Linked DNA regions of Gasterosteus aculeatus: region 2 is linked to region 1. Evidence: chromatin contacts called from public Hi-C data. All regions are on one chromosome and are shown on one strand. Each heading gives the region's core, a stretch centred on a gene start, on an enhancer-like site or on the middle of the called end of the contact. The rest is flanking DNA. Distances are from core to core; before and after follow the strand shown.

Region 1 (6,996 bases), core at 2,523-5,022:
CCACCGGACCACAAATGGCAAACATTTGCTTCTGGCCACGAGGCCCATTTCTAATCTTTTGAGATAACTTTCTTTTAAACGATGTCCTCTGTGTCACGATTGACGCTCCAGCTGTGCGAAAGCCGGAGTGAGACGCAGCAGCTGAGACATGCGTCGGTGTTTTTGCAGCGTGCTGCCTAATGACATCAGTGTGACGCCCGATACCCGCACTTGAGTGAGGAGGACCAAGTGAGACCAAGTCCTTGAACCCGTGATGAATGCTCCGCTGCATACAGAGGCTCGTTGGTGCCAGGGTTTTCCCCTTAAAGCCACGCTTTAGCGACGCTATTACTTTTTAACACATTCCACTGAGGTCTTGTTCCACATGGAGAGAAACGAGTTGCACCGGCCAAAACCATTCAGGGAGGCCGAGGGGAAAAGTAGTAAAAATCTGGTGTGGAGGCACGCGGTGCGAGCGGAAGGTCTTGTTGTCTTTTTATTCAACACATGGCGACACCTTCCCTTGGTGCCCCGCTGTATTTGCGTACGGAGGTTGATGGTCACGTTACACTGTGGCTTAGTCGTGGAGCTTAGTTTGTACTCGCGAGTTATTCTACGCAACGCCAGCGGTCAAATGAACCAACTGACATGTGAAAACACATTGACCGTAAGCCACTAACTGTAAAGCTCCATGCGTCGGCTTCACTCCGGCGAGTGTAAACCAAGCTTAAGGGCGCCACGTACAAACATCCTTTTTAGCCGTTTTTTTAGGGGTCTTTTCTTAAAGGCTAAAACAACAGGGTCCGCCTTAAGCCGTTTTTAAATGAGCAATCATCCGCCGTCTCTTGAGTACGTATCTTCTTTGCGTTCAGTCCCCGAGGGCGTCGTCCCGTTCTCATGCTCCCTGGCGTCCGGTTCATCCGGTGGAAGTGTCCGGGGGTAGACGGGCTTTTTGGGCCTTTTTTCGGGACGTCACACAGCGACAGAATTTGCTATTTGTGCGCCGGTCTGGGGATTATGTAACCAGCGAGGGTTGGCGTGGGACAGTTCCTCGGGTCTGTTGACTGGGAAGTTCGTTGGCGGCCTACACACCTACTCGGGGCGCTTTGAGTGCACGCTAGACATATCAACCCCCCCCCACATGAGGGGTCTCCGTGAGTCCATCTGGTTGCCTTCAGTGTCCATTGTGTTGGCCCGGGCCGCCATTTCTGTAGACGACACATCCCGACCATCTGAAACCTTTTCGGAGGCACATATTAACACGCTTTGAACATCCTGCAATTGTCGCCATTGTTCGAGGCCTTCCAGTGCGACTGACAGAAGTGGCTAAAAGGGATTGTTTGGTTTGTGACTATTGCAGTGCGATATGCAAACGTCATTATTTATGGTTTTTTTTTAAGGTTTTCCAGTTCCGTGTTAGCTGTGGTTTCTTGTTAATGCTGTAAACATGGTAGTTAATACGCCTTCCGATGAGCATGCTGGCATTCAGGCATCAAGTAATACAAGTTGTCGCTCGCACCTGATCAAATCGCAGCAATTTTAAAAGGAAAGAAGAAGAAAAACGTGTCTGAATCAGAAGCCATTTATAGCCACATATGTTGCACACAGAGGACTTTGACTTGGTGCAATATAGGAATAAAATATATGAATAAAAGAAGATAAAAATATACAAGCAAGAACTGACAATATAAACAGATTAGTACATTAAAACACTATGTGTCCATATGTTTCCATGGTGAGAGAACCCACTGTGCAAATGTTCCGGGGAGGAAGTATTTGGGTCAATGGGGGACTTGGTTCAAGATTGAGCCTCAAAGACTTTTCTACAGCTAAAAGTGAGCATACTATGACTAAATAAGAATATTACCTGTGAAAAATGGCACTGACAATAGCAGTTTTCATCTGGTCGCCCAGACCATGTGCTCGACACTTTGACCCTTTCGTGTTAACTTTTTTTTTTCCTTCAGAAAGGTTTGGTGGATTCATTGATTAGTAAGCAAGATTGAAAAGTCACTTTGCCGTTCATACTGTATCTACCTGGAGTATGGACCACCATTCAACAACACGGCTTACGACAAATTTGTATTCTTCCAACAAATTGACCCCATTTCACCTTTTGACTATTTCCGTGCAATACGCAAATAGCAGTTGTCTCGGGGGATTTCAAGTTTTGCATCACCAAATACAAGAAAATAGTTTCAGGTTTGCGTCGTGACAAACGCGATTCATTTTGGTTTCTGGTTCACAACGTTGTGCAATGCAAGTAGGAATTTTACTCTAACCCAGTGCACAAAGATGAAGATTAAATCTCAGCAAGCTGTGGCAAAACAAGTCCCTTATCTTATCCACTTGATCCATCTATCTATTTTCCCCTAGGCACTGGAATGACTATTGGCCTAAAGTGTTTTCTTTTTAAGTTGCTGTTTTAAGTGCATTGTGATGACTGGCCTTAAGAATAAACAAAATAATTCCCAACAACATTCCCCCTCGACAAGACATATTTCCTAGGTTAGTTTAATAGGTTAAACTTCCCTACAACCGTTTTAATCCCATGTGTCCATGTTTTTGTGTATTTGTGTTGATTAGCTCAACTTGATTTAATTGATCTAATAGGACATCTGTAATTTGGGTGGTTTCGGGGCCCAATAGAGGAGCCACGTTCAGCTCTCCTGCGCCTCGTTACAGCTCCACGTTCATTCGGTGCGTTTGTCTCCTCTCTGAGTGATCATTTAGGAAAGTCCCGACAGCCGCTCTGTTGTGTCGGAGCCTCTGCCGACCTCGTCTGGCGCAGCAGCCGAACTGCACCTTACAAAACTAAGGCCGCGGGTGGGGTGGGTGGGGGGTCTCTGCATCGGAAAAGAGAGCGGCAGCTATTGTTTTGAAATACACTTAGCAGGGGAGGGTTACTGAAAGGCCGAGGTCTAATTTGTTCAGCTGTCGCCCCCCCCCACACAGGGAGTGTTGGTATGCTTTGTGACAACGACGTGCGCCGCTGCATCTGTGCCCTTTTTCTGGAGAACGCATTAGCGTTCTGGTGCCCTAAGACATCGTGCGATGCCCCCAGAGGGAAAGATGAGGCCACGCGCAGCTGCTCGGTACATATGACATAAAGTTCATCACTGAAATACTTCCATGGAGAGCGTGAAGCTGACACCTTTTTGCTGCTTCCAGAGTCGAGGCGGGTACAAGAGGTCGGTGACAGTCCAACAACTGGGCCTCATGGAGAAGAACCGGGCCGTGTGTTGTCGCAGCGCGACGGTGGCTCTGACAGATGTCTCGGTTTAGGGGCCGGAGGTGTCCAAAGTTGGAACGTGCTGCCTTGCGGTCCGGGAGACTTTGTTTTGGGGGACTGGTGCATGTGTGCTCCCGCTAGTCTGCGAGGAAGGCAGCACTTTGAGGTGAACGCAGTGAGCGGCCCTTATATAAACCGCCTCATGGCTGCCTCGAATCAAATGTCCAGTCTGCTTTGTTTTCCTTGGACAATGGACAGCAACAAATACTTTCTTCTCTCTCTAAAATGTCTGGTTACTCCTTCAGGCTGCCCCCATTCACTTTGACGGGCTACTTGGATCGAGCCTGTGTATAAAACCACTCGTGGACACGCTCGTTGTCCCTGATGTCTCCTCTCGCGGCCTTCATGTCCCACAACGCAGCCGTTCGCTTGTTCGGGGAAGTGTCCCTATTTTAGCATGCATTTAGACTCTAAATTCAACGGAATCTTAACAGTGTGGGCATTTACAAGTCTGAGGGAGGGAGACGCTTAACTCCGCCCCCTTCGTTTTCGCACCACGTGTCCGGGGGACATTTAACACGCGCTCCTCCGCTCTACACGCCAACGAGAACCACTCGCCTGTTTCCACCCCGAGGAGCGCAGCAGCCCCACGGCAGAAACTTTCCCCGGAACCAGAGAACATGCGCTGCAGAATGAGCTACAGCCTGCCGTGCTCCCCGCCGGGCCGCCTGGCGTGTTACAGGGCGCGCTGCGCCAGGTAAATACCCGCGCGCCCGCTCTCTGCCCGCCGCGTGTCTGTGTGCGTTTCCCTCGGCGTGGTGACTTCTATGTGCGCGTGGTATCCGTCTGCTCCGCGCATTTGCTGGTAGTTGTTTGCCAACATAGTTTTTTTTTGGGGGGGGGGGGGGGGGGGGGGTCTCTCTCTCTCTCTCTCTCTCTCGCTCTCTCTTGCTCTTGTTATTATGAAAACGCGCGCGATGCCTTTTGTCGTCCAGCCACGTTTTTCAGGCCATTGTGGACATTGAAATCGTCTCATTTGGTGTCCCGAGTGTCTGAAGTGTTTCTGTCCCTTCGTCGTGTCTGAAATGAATGAATTAAATGTTTTTAATTTTGTAACATTTTGAACCCATGTGTCGTTTGTGAGGCTGGTTCATACAGTTAATCTGATCCAACAGTCCCTCGCTAAATTTGTACCTCAAACGAATTGAATCTGCTTTCTCCTCTTATCGGTCGGATCACACAAACCTCTCCAGGTATTTGTGGTCTGATTTGAAAAGTCTGATGTCATCGCGACTCTGTTGAAACAATCCGCAGGAGGATTGTTATCAGAGCTCCTGCTGCTGCACGCAGTCCTTTATGAGGCAGCGCTTCTTTTAAAATAGGTTTTTAAAAACAGCTGCTGTGCTATTTATTTAATTCTGTGAGCAGTAGACCGGCCTGGAGAGTAATGTGGACCCATGACTGGCTACAGGTGGAGCCTGTTGCAAAGTATTTTATTGCCTAACCCTAATGCTTGTTTGTGTAAACCCACAGTATGCTGCTTTAGTACAGGCTGCCCCTTGTGTTTTTAAAAAACTGCACCATATTTGTAACAAGTTCTTATTTTCTTTTCTTCGCCTCCACTTTCCACTCACTCTTTATAGTTTTGGAAAGTCTTTGACACTTCCAATAACTTAAAAATATATATATTCTTCTAAATGGGCGTTTTATACTTCATGTGAACTCATCAATGTCTTGCAACCGATTTGGGCATTTAATCAAAGTTAAACCGCTGACGTCACGCTAAAGTGTTGTCGTTTTTTGTCTCCACAGTGCATCCGGTGCCAGCGTCGTCGCAATTGATAACAAGATAGAGCAAGCCATGGTGAGTTGTTCCCCACATGTTTCCCCACACACAGCACTTTTTCTAGCTATGTGTGTGGGTGGAATCTATTTCCCTCCGAGTGCTAATGTTAGTTTCTCCTCCAGGACTTGGTGAAGAGCCACCTGATGTATGCGGTTCGCGAGGAGGTGGAGGTGTTGAAGGAGCAGATTAAGGAGCTGTACGAGAGGAACTCTATGTTGGAGCGGGAAAACGCCGTGCTGAAGTCGCTGGCCAACACGGATCAGCTGGGCCAGGTCTCCAGTCAGCTCCACCAGGGCGGCAGCACGCCTCCATCGCTGCTGCAGCAGCACCCGCTCGTCGCCATCGACAACAACAACGGCCCCCTGGCTCACCGCGAAGGGAGTCAGAGCGCCCCCCATCGGCCCAACATCACCTCGGCGTGAACCCCGTTACACGCGCTCAAACGCAGACTTTTCAGACGGGACTGGAAGATCCTGTCAGGAAAGACACCCGACTGCTGCCGTCTCCTTGGCTCCATGAAGCGAAACGGCTCGACTCCGCCCTCCGTGTGCTCCGTTTGAGGAAATCGCCAAGCGGCGACATCTTTGTTTGCCACCGAGAGCCGCGCTTTGAGGTTCGCTTGCTGCCGTTACCGGGCTGCACATTATTAAGACATCAACAAACCCCCTTCAAAAACGTCTTCATCGGGTCCCCGTGGTGGGCTGCAAGAAGACGAGGGATCAGGCGAGCGGGTGCACACAGTTGTGGTGCAGGAGGACAGGGGTCAAAGGGCACGGAGGTTTTTGTTTTTTCTGACTGGGCAACAAGTGGTAAGGGGCGGTTCGACCACACAGGAGTGACGAGGGTCCTGTGACATCCACTGGGGTCCGTCCTCCAAGGACCCTCAATCCGTCGCTCCCCAGCTGGAAGAGGCCGGAGGGCCTCGGGAGAGGATCCCCCCCCCCCCCCCCCCGACAGTAGCAGGAAGCCATGCGGGTGCCTCGGCTTGGGGGTTGAGCCTCAGCTCGTTATGCTGCAACAAAAAGCTTGTTGTCTTCTTAGAGCCACCGTACTTTGACATGAATCATACCTTTTCTCCTTTATTTCAGTTTTAGTATTTGAATTTATTTATTTCAGGGCTGCTATTTTCATAATGTAACTGAACAATGTCATGGATATACTTATTAACAAAAAACCTTTTTTCTTTTTGGTATTTTAGAATGTCAGGTATTAAATTTGGTTGTCTCGTTCAACAACTAGATCTCAATAAAGTAGGCAATAAGTTCTATTATAGAAATGTCATGAAATAGTGCTAACACTAAAGCTGAGTTTATATATTGGGTGAAATCCAGGTTGAATGTATATTTTGTAAAGTATCAAGAGAAAGTAGGGTGTGTACAGGAGAACACCTGTTTAAGATGTGATGGGATGTTTCGATAAAGAAATCTATTAATTTACCTTTTTTTCTTAGTGAAATACAGAAATTATTAAGGGGTTTGGTCTGATGAAAAGCTGTGAAATGGTTCGACCTACTTTATAACCAAAGACGCAAAGCTGTGGAAGTAGTTTATTTTTTTTCTTTATTTTTTTAAATGCACAACCTTTTTTTCCTACTTTTTCCCCTACATTTCCTTTTTTGTTGCTCTTTTGCATGTTCTGCATGATCTATAATCAAACCTATTCCTTACCTCATGTTTTTATCCAGCACTCTTATTTTGTGTGAAGTTGTCAGTCTGTGAATGATTGTGAAAGAGAAGGAACAACTGGCAGAGAGGGTCTAGTAGTCGAGGGTAAAAAAAAAAGTGGCTGTGTTTGCTTTGTGCACAAGTCAGAAGGAGCTGCTTTTTTTCCCGCCTTCATGTCTGTCGTGGCAACTTTCCCACCCAGAGGAAAGGTTTTGTTACAATTACAGATTTTTATGTATTTAATAAATGCAGCATTTAGGTTTCAATTTGTAGTT
Region 2 (6,996 bases), core at 2,189-4,688, 64 kb before region 1:
TACTTTTTTTAAACACCAATTTGCATCAATGAAAACATCAGATAAAACTGATTTTTAAATCTTTCTTTTATTTGTCAACATCGACATTTTTGTTTATTACTATCTCTGGCTGAGCACACAACAGAGAGGTATAATTTTAAGCCTGAGACCCAGTCCTCAGTTGTCTTTCTGAAGGATTCTTCGTCGTTCAGAGTTATTCAGGCCGGGGGTGGCGATGCGAGATCCATGGGGAGTTGAGCTGATGGATGACGGATCTGGATGAAAGTGTCAGGCCATGTTGTGGACACGCTTCCTGATCAGGCTCCGTGCTATGCTCAACTGCTCCAACCAAGACTTCTCAGTGAAGGTACTGTATAAGAGAAACATGCGTTATCCACAGAAGAACAAAGCTGTCATGTATGCTGTTATGCTCTATGTCTCACTAATTAATCACGTTAAAACATCCATGCAGAACATAAATCCGTCACTAGTAACATACAGGATTTCAAACACAAAATTGTTTGGTTGAAAAACTATTTTTATTTAGCCATTCATGAGATCAAGCACAATGTGTTTGTATTGGACATACAGTGTATAGCAGTAAGGATAGAAACCTGGCTACGGTCAAGCAGTATATGGCTTTTTCCCTCGCCGTTCGGCTGCAGTGGGGAGAGATGGACTCCGGCGTCGCAGTCAGAATACTCTTTCTCTGGGGATTGGGGATTGGCAGAAGTTTGAACTTGCTTTTACATAAACTGCAAGCATCCCTACAGATTCTATCCAATAAGTGATCCTCCCGGCTTCGGACATCTTGATTGTGCGTTATCTGCACCTCTTTAAAGTGACCAGGGCTCACATACTGCAGGCTGGGGGTTTGTGATACTGAAGGTAGGTTACAGATGGGAGGTAATGACTGCACAGCCTTGATTCGTCTGCTTGGTTTGGTCGCAACTTTCACGGATTTGGAAGACATATTTGGCTGATTGAAGCCGTCCACCAGCAAAGTATCCCCCATCCTGGCATTGAACGCAGCACGGGTGTACTGGCATCGATTGGATGCTGCCCTTTTGTGCCCCAAACTCACCCAGCGTTTTATCTGGATGTAGATGCGCATGGGCAGGGATATGTTTGGCAGGGATACCAGCGAACACAGCTTATCGGCTAAATAGTGCACACAATCGCTGTGACCGTGCTGAACAGCAACTTTCAAAGGGTCCCGACCTCCGGGGTCCCGACAAGCCAAGGCCAAAAGGTTTTTGCTGATGAAGAGCTTGAGAATGAGAAGCTGGCCTTTCTCTGCAGCTGTGTGTATGGGACACTTTCCGGTGTCTCGATGGGAGGTTTGGTGGCACCACTGGCGGTAAGGATGAACCCCCACTGGTTTCTCAGCACGCATCCCTCTCTCCAGCAGCCAACAGGCCAGGTCCAGGTGGCCCAAAGCGGCAGCAATGTAGAGGGCTACCTGCAACTGAAATCTGGATAAGCAAGAAAGATTCTCATTGGTGTGTAAAATTGCACTCTGACTCTTTATGGATGAGTTGCACTACAACAGTTCTGCCTCATTGTTTATTCATGTTCATGTTGGTTATCTCTGACCTCTTTACTGGTATCTTTTCTAAGAGGTGGCCTTGGACTGTCAATCTGCGGCCCCGGAGGCAACCCCGAAGGAACTGTACCCACCCATCCCATGTGTCCAAACGGAGAGTGGTGCCTTTATTTAAAAAAGATAAACATGTCACTTTGGTCACTTTGAACATTGTTTTGTGCAGGCATTTGGAGGGATTGAGAATTCTTATTCTATAGTGCAACACTTAAAATGAAGCTCTTTTACGTCTTTGTATAGTTAATACATAGTCAATATCAGCCAACATTCAGCACGCGAAAGCTGTGTATATTATACAATTTAAAGCAATCCAGTCATTTAGAAGAAAATACCTGATATCTAACTTTTGACTGATTCTATTGAATGTTCTCAGACTGTTCACAATTGTTTAAGCTGCAGAGCACGCACCGTTAAGATGCCCGTAACAGCCACACAGGCAGGACATACCCTCTTTAATGGCATAGTCTTTGAGTTGGTTGCAGTCATAAAGCTGCACACCAGCAGGTGTGCTCAGTCTGAAGGTGCTAACTGGGAGGCCAGTTTGCATGGAAACCACAGTTTTCAAGTGAGCAACAGACATGTGCAGAGAAGCCTCATTTCCCATGACCGGTAAGGTTTCTTGTGTCACAGCATTGAACAGCCACATCGCAGGCCTTTGCTCACTCTGAAAAACAATTATAAAATTGTGTTAAACCAAAGAATAACAAGACTTTAGACCTAAGATGTATCCCTGTGTTAATAAAATAAAATCTGTCAAGAGGTCAGCGGGCATTAGTTTCACATTTAACTTTTTTTAGATTTGGGAGATCATTTATTCTTACTATTGATTATATTTTTGTGTATTGTGATGAATACAGTGATACAAGCCAATAGAAGGAAGGGTCTGCTGCCACTCTGTGGTTGTGCCGTAAAGTTTAGATTTTTTGTCTGTGTAACTTTCTGTAACACTTTTATAAGAATTTGAACAGATGCAGGTTTGATACTTTCACATTAAAAGCTTTTGTGTATGTGCAATAAAATATATTTTCGTTTAAACACTGAACTGCACTTATCTGTTTATGTACATAGAATACATACAAATAAATAGCTTCTGAATTGAAGGCCTAAAGAAAATATGGACTTCAGCATCCTCCCTTGATGTGCATCATTGATAGCTGATTATATTTACTGCAAATACCAAAACCCCTTTTTTAATGCATAAACACCTTTATCAGGCATTGTATGGCTCTGCCATTTGTGATGCCCACGTCAAACAGAGCCCAGCTGTCCTGCAGCACCGCTCCACCGTGGCTCAGCTCCAGGTACTGCTGCTGTTTGTCATATGAGAGTCGCACCATAAAGTTGTCCTACGGAAACACAGAGTGGATATTTATTGAGCTGTTCTAGAGATTTGGCCCAGAAAGAAAGTTCTTGATTGATCATGTTCACCTGCATCTCTTGTCTCGCAATAATGGAGATATTTGTTTTTTCTTGACATATTAGTTACTAATAACAGTTTTGCAATGCATAGCGTTTAACCATAAGCAACATCATGCCTCAAAATAAAATAAATCCATTAAACAGTCTCTTTTCCCTGCCGTAATATGTCTAAAAAAAACAAACGGTGGTTCGTTACCCCTTGGACATGATTGTAGCTTTTTATTACCTTTATCATGTGCTTCACGGCCCCCACAGTCTGATCTGAAGGGACATCAATAGGCTCACTGGAGCCCTCGAAGCAGATAAAGATCCTCATGGTTGGAACAACCTGCCTCCAGTTGTTTGCTCCTCTGTGATGCTCTGGTCGACCAGAGTGTGTGTAGTAGGGTTGTCTGAGCCATTCTCATCGTAAAAGTCATTGTACAGAGGGGGCAGGAGCTGGGTGGGAAGGATTTGGGGAGTTGAATTTAACAAGTCATCAAAGGACAAAGCACTAGCTGCCTTAAAAAAAAGTGCCTCAAATGCCAGGAATATCATTTTGGTTTGTTGGTTTGGTTTTATTTAAGTCAATCCATTTGGGTTATAAAGTGCTTTCTTTGATACGTGGTTTCATTTTTGCTCAACTTTCCAACTGAACCATCAAATAATGTTGAATAGTAAAATCTCAAAGTGCAGGTAAGACAGATAAAATGGATTAAAAAGATTAAAAAGTATGTTGGTGGCTGTATGGAAAATTAAATACCCCAGAGACTGGCCTTGGTAATTACAAACCTACAATTTAAATGTGCAAATGTAATACCCACTCTCTGACTGGTATTTACATAAGTGTCTGTCTGTATAAAAACAATCATAGTATAGCCTTATACAAGCCTATCTATCAAAGAGAAATAATAATAAAATGTTGTGTTGCACGTATCAATTGTCCTTTATCAATTTGGTCTCATCCATACACGTGATCTGCCTTTGTTTTTACAGCAGCAATGGGCATAATATCGGTTGAGAGGACTGTTGTTTTGTCTATTCTGTTCTACTCAACTGCAGTACATGAACATATTTGCAAAGTGGATCATCACAAGACAAAAATATTTTTTTCTCAGTTGCAAACGGAATAAGCTCTTTGCGGTGGTGCCTTTTTGTGTGAGGGACTACCTGCTGGTGGAACATTACAGTTTCAAATGTTCTTTGAAAGTTTTACAGGGTACAGCTACTTTGCATCTGACCTTTTAAAGTTTGACACTGTCCACAAAGTCTTCGGTGTTCAGCCAAGAGGGACTTAGGTTTCTCAAGGTTCAAGAAACAGAAATAAAATCTAGGCATACAAATGTACACATCAATTTAGGGTTATTGTATGAACTTGTAATATTATATCATATTTATATCATCAGATTTTAAATAAACTTTTATTATAACGATTATCTACAGTAGTGTCACAGGTACAGCTTAACAGTTGTGTGATCAGTCAGAAAAAAACTTCAACCTCTTGTTTGCAAAAGCACTGATCATACTCAAAGGATTCCGTAAACAAAGATGAGCTCCGTTTACTATAGATAGAGGGTGCTAGAGATTAAAAAGTGTGATCTGTTTTCATTTTTTTTTTAGGGTGGATGATGGTAACATTGGTGATGAAGAATAAATGCACACTTATTTCCAGATAGAAAATACAGTTTCTACAGAAACTCCATGGCTCTCATAACGCACTAATAGAGCTGTAATGAAGCTCTAAATAAAGACTCTCTGCTCGCCTCGGGCCGCTCATACAACTGGTAAAACGCAGCTAACGTTTGCGTGCGCCGTCACGTGGCTATGTTTACGTCTGGAGTCACTTCCGGAGTCAGACGATCGACACACGATTCGACCAATCGGGAGCCGAATGTGGATCGGCGCATGTGGCGGAAACCAGAGAAGGTAGCCTTCCGAGGGGATTAAACCGTAACGTTTAATGTTCACGTTCTCCGACCCGTCGTTCTAACGGGATGAAGCCCAGCCTAAATATTCTCCGCTGTAAACGTTGCTTGGCACGACGCGCAGCCGCGGAGAGAGATGTCACCGCCCGGCGCTAAATCCCCGGACAAGACAAACCTCCGGGCAGAAATTGAGGTAAACACCCACGAAAGACCCAGTAGCTACCTCCGTTAGCCTCACGCTAGCGCGGAGGGGGTACCGGGCGCTCCGTGTTCGCTGCACCCCGCGAAGGTTCTCCACGCCCGATCAGTGATTTATTTAGCTGTAGCTACAACTATACTCCGAGGAATGTCCCACTTAAAGGCGACTGGTTTAAAAACAAACAAACATGGGAACCGTAACCCCAAGTTAACCACTGACATTTGGGGGTGTGAAAGTTCAACGGGGACATCGCATGGTTGTTGACCGCATCTGCTGTTGGGTTTGCCATTGACTGTTTTGTTCTTCGCTGATTTTAAGTAAACGTCTCGTGGTAAAATGTGATGTGTGTCATTTGATGTCATCTTCTGATCAGGGTGCCGGGGGTTGCTGCTCTCACTTCCCCTTGTGCTTCCCTGCTCATTTCCCATTCAGGACCCGCCGTCTCCTCTTCTCTTCTCTGCTAAAAACAGTTTATAGATTTGAGTGAGAGAATGGAGAACGTGTTTATAACGTGTTGCATGGCGCTTACATTTACATTCAGGGTTGGATGTGATGATGTATACTATGCGACAAATGCGAGTCCAAATACAAGGGGCAGCACAGAAAATACATTCCTGTTTTATTACAGTCCGTAAATGGTTTTGGTCCCTGTTTTTAAATGATCAAGAGCTACATTTTTATCTTGATTTAGTAACAACTGCATACTAGGAGTGAAATCATTAATTTTTAAAGAGATGGATTCAAATATTGCAAAATAAATTGTTTTCATTAATGGAAATATCATTTTATTTATGCCAATAAAACGGTACACGTCTGCATTTTCCAATTTTTTTCCAATCTAAACGTACATTTAGTAACTAATGAGGACAGTTGCTACTAAAGCCAGCGTTCCCATCTGATTTGAACTTCTGCTTTGATTTCATCGCTGAATAAATATATTTCATCTATTCAAAGCATTACGGCTTGAATACACGGTATAAACCAGACCATTGGGGACATTTTACACCCATTGATTTATTCATTTGATAAGAAAACATCCTTGCTTTCATCCAAACGTACACAACAAACCTTACAATCCTTACACACTACTTGCCTTTGCAACGTGACTTCTCACATGCTGCCATCCGCTTTGGGGAGTCGTAGCTCTCATGCTGCAATGTTAGGCCCAAAGTTCCCCTCCTTCTACATGAGACAACTGGCTAGCTCATAAACATAACACATGCAAACGGGAAGCTATGCAGGAGCTAGCAGCACAAGGGCTAATGGAATTTTCTTTTGAAGGGGCAATTGTTTTTAAAAACCGCTGGTAGCTTTTTGTCTCCAAAAGAGTGCACATTGCTTTTTGTGGGGTCTGTGAAAGAAAAAGTAGGTAGGCGGGAAGCACTTGTGCAGCAAGATGAACCACCAATAACTAATATACATGACGAGTGAGGCAGTTAGAAGACCAGATGAACAGGCGGAGGGTTGGACGGTGCTCTGGTGCCGCAACCAGCACGACGTCAAACACCCCAAAATAGCATCAAACCGTCCGCCACTCCGACAGCAGAATCGCAGCACCGTTAATCAATGAGGCCAAATTAGGACTTGGGGGCCAAATATGGACTTTTCTTTTTAAATACTTAAAAATAAATATGTGCATTCAAATCGTTGGTATTTCATCAGCATATGTAGTTCAAGCGTTACGTGTATACAAACATGAAACTTGTGTCTTTCTCCAGGTGTGAGGCCTGAGTGCGTGGTCATCCGTCTGTGTGTGTGTGTGTGTGTTTATGGTTGTGTATGTTTATGAGTGGCGGAGCAGCTGGGGGTTGTAAGGTGACGCCAGGATGCTGCTGTCCCTTGGAATGCTGATGCTGTCGGCCACACAGATTTACACCATCTTCACTGTTCAG

The links. A called contact is a pair of places that touch in the nucleus more often than the background predicts.
Region 2: a contact with region 1 is called in a Hi-C map of tail fin, with 2.5 times the contacts expected there. The contact joins the promoter of ankrd66 here to the enhancer-like site in region 1. A contact is called at or near these places in 3 of 6 Hi-C or Micro-C datasets (skeletal muscle, tail fin and whole body).

The regions. Positions count from the first base shown.
Region 1 is chr8:14,441,372-14,448,367 of fGasAcu3.hap1.1, reverse strand. It overlaps tsc22d2 (TSC22 domain family 2), which reads left to right. Exons shown (of 3, transcript XM_040184544.2): 2 at 5,024-5,075; 3 at 5,180-6,996. The coding sequence ends at 5,479. Among protein-coding and RNA genes, the nearest start is that of LOC144411450, 9.0 kb to the right of the region's middle. Within about 2 kb of position 3,772, at least 7 of the 9 cell types and tissues checked have open chromatin away from gene starts, as enhancers often do.
Region 2 is chr8:14,505,302-14,512,297 of fGasAcu3.hap1.1, reverse strand. ankrd66 (ankyrin repeat domain 66) reads right to left here and starts at 3,438. Exons shown (of 6, transcript XM_040184879.2): 1 at 3,228-3,438; 2 at 2,788-2,928; 3 at 2,030-2,246; 4 at 1,576-1,690; 5 at 594-1,454; 6 at 57-349. The coding sequence starts at 3,317. The coding sequence ends at 268. rnf13 (ring finger protein 13) reads left to right here and starts at 4,752. Exons shown (of 10, transcript XM_040184874.2): 1 at 4,752-5,098; 2 at 6,823-6,996. The coding sequence starts at 6,931.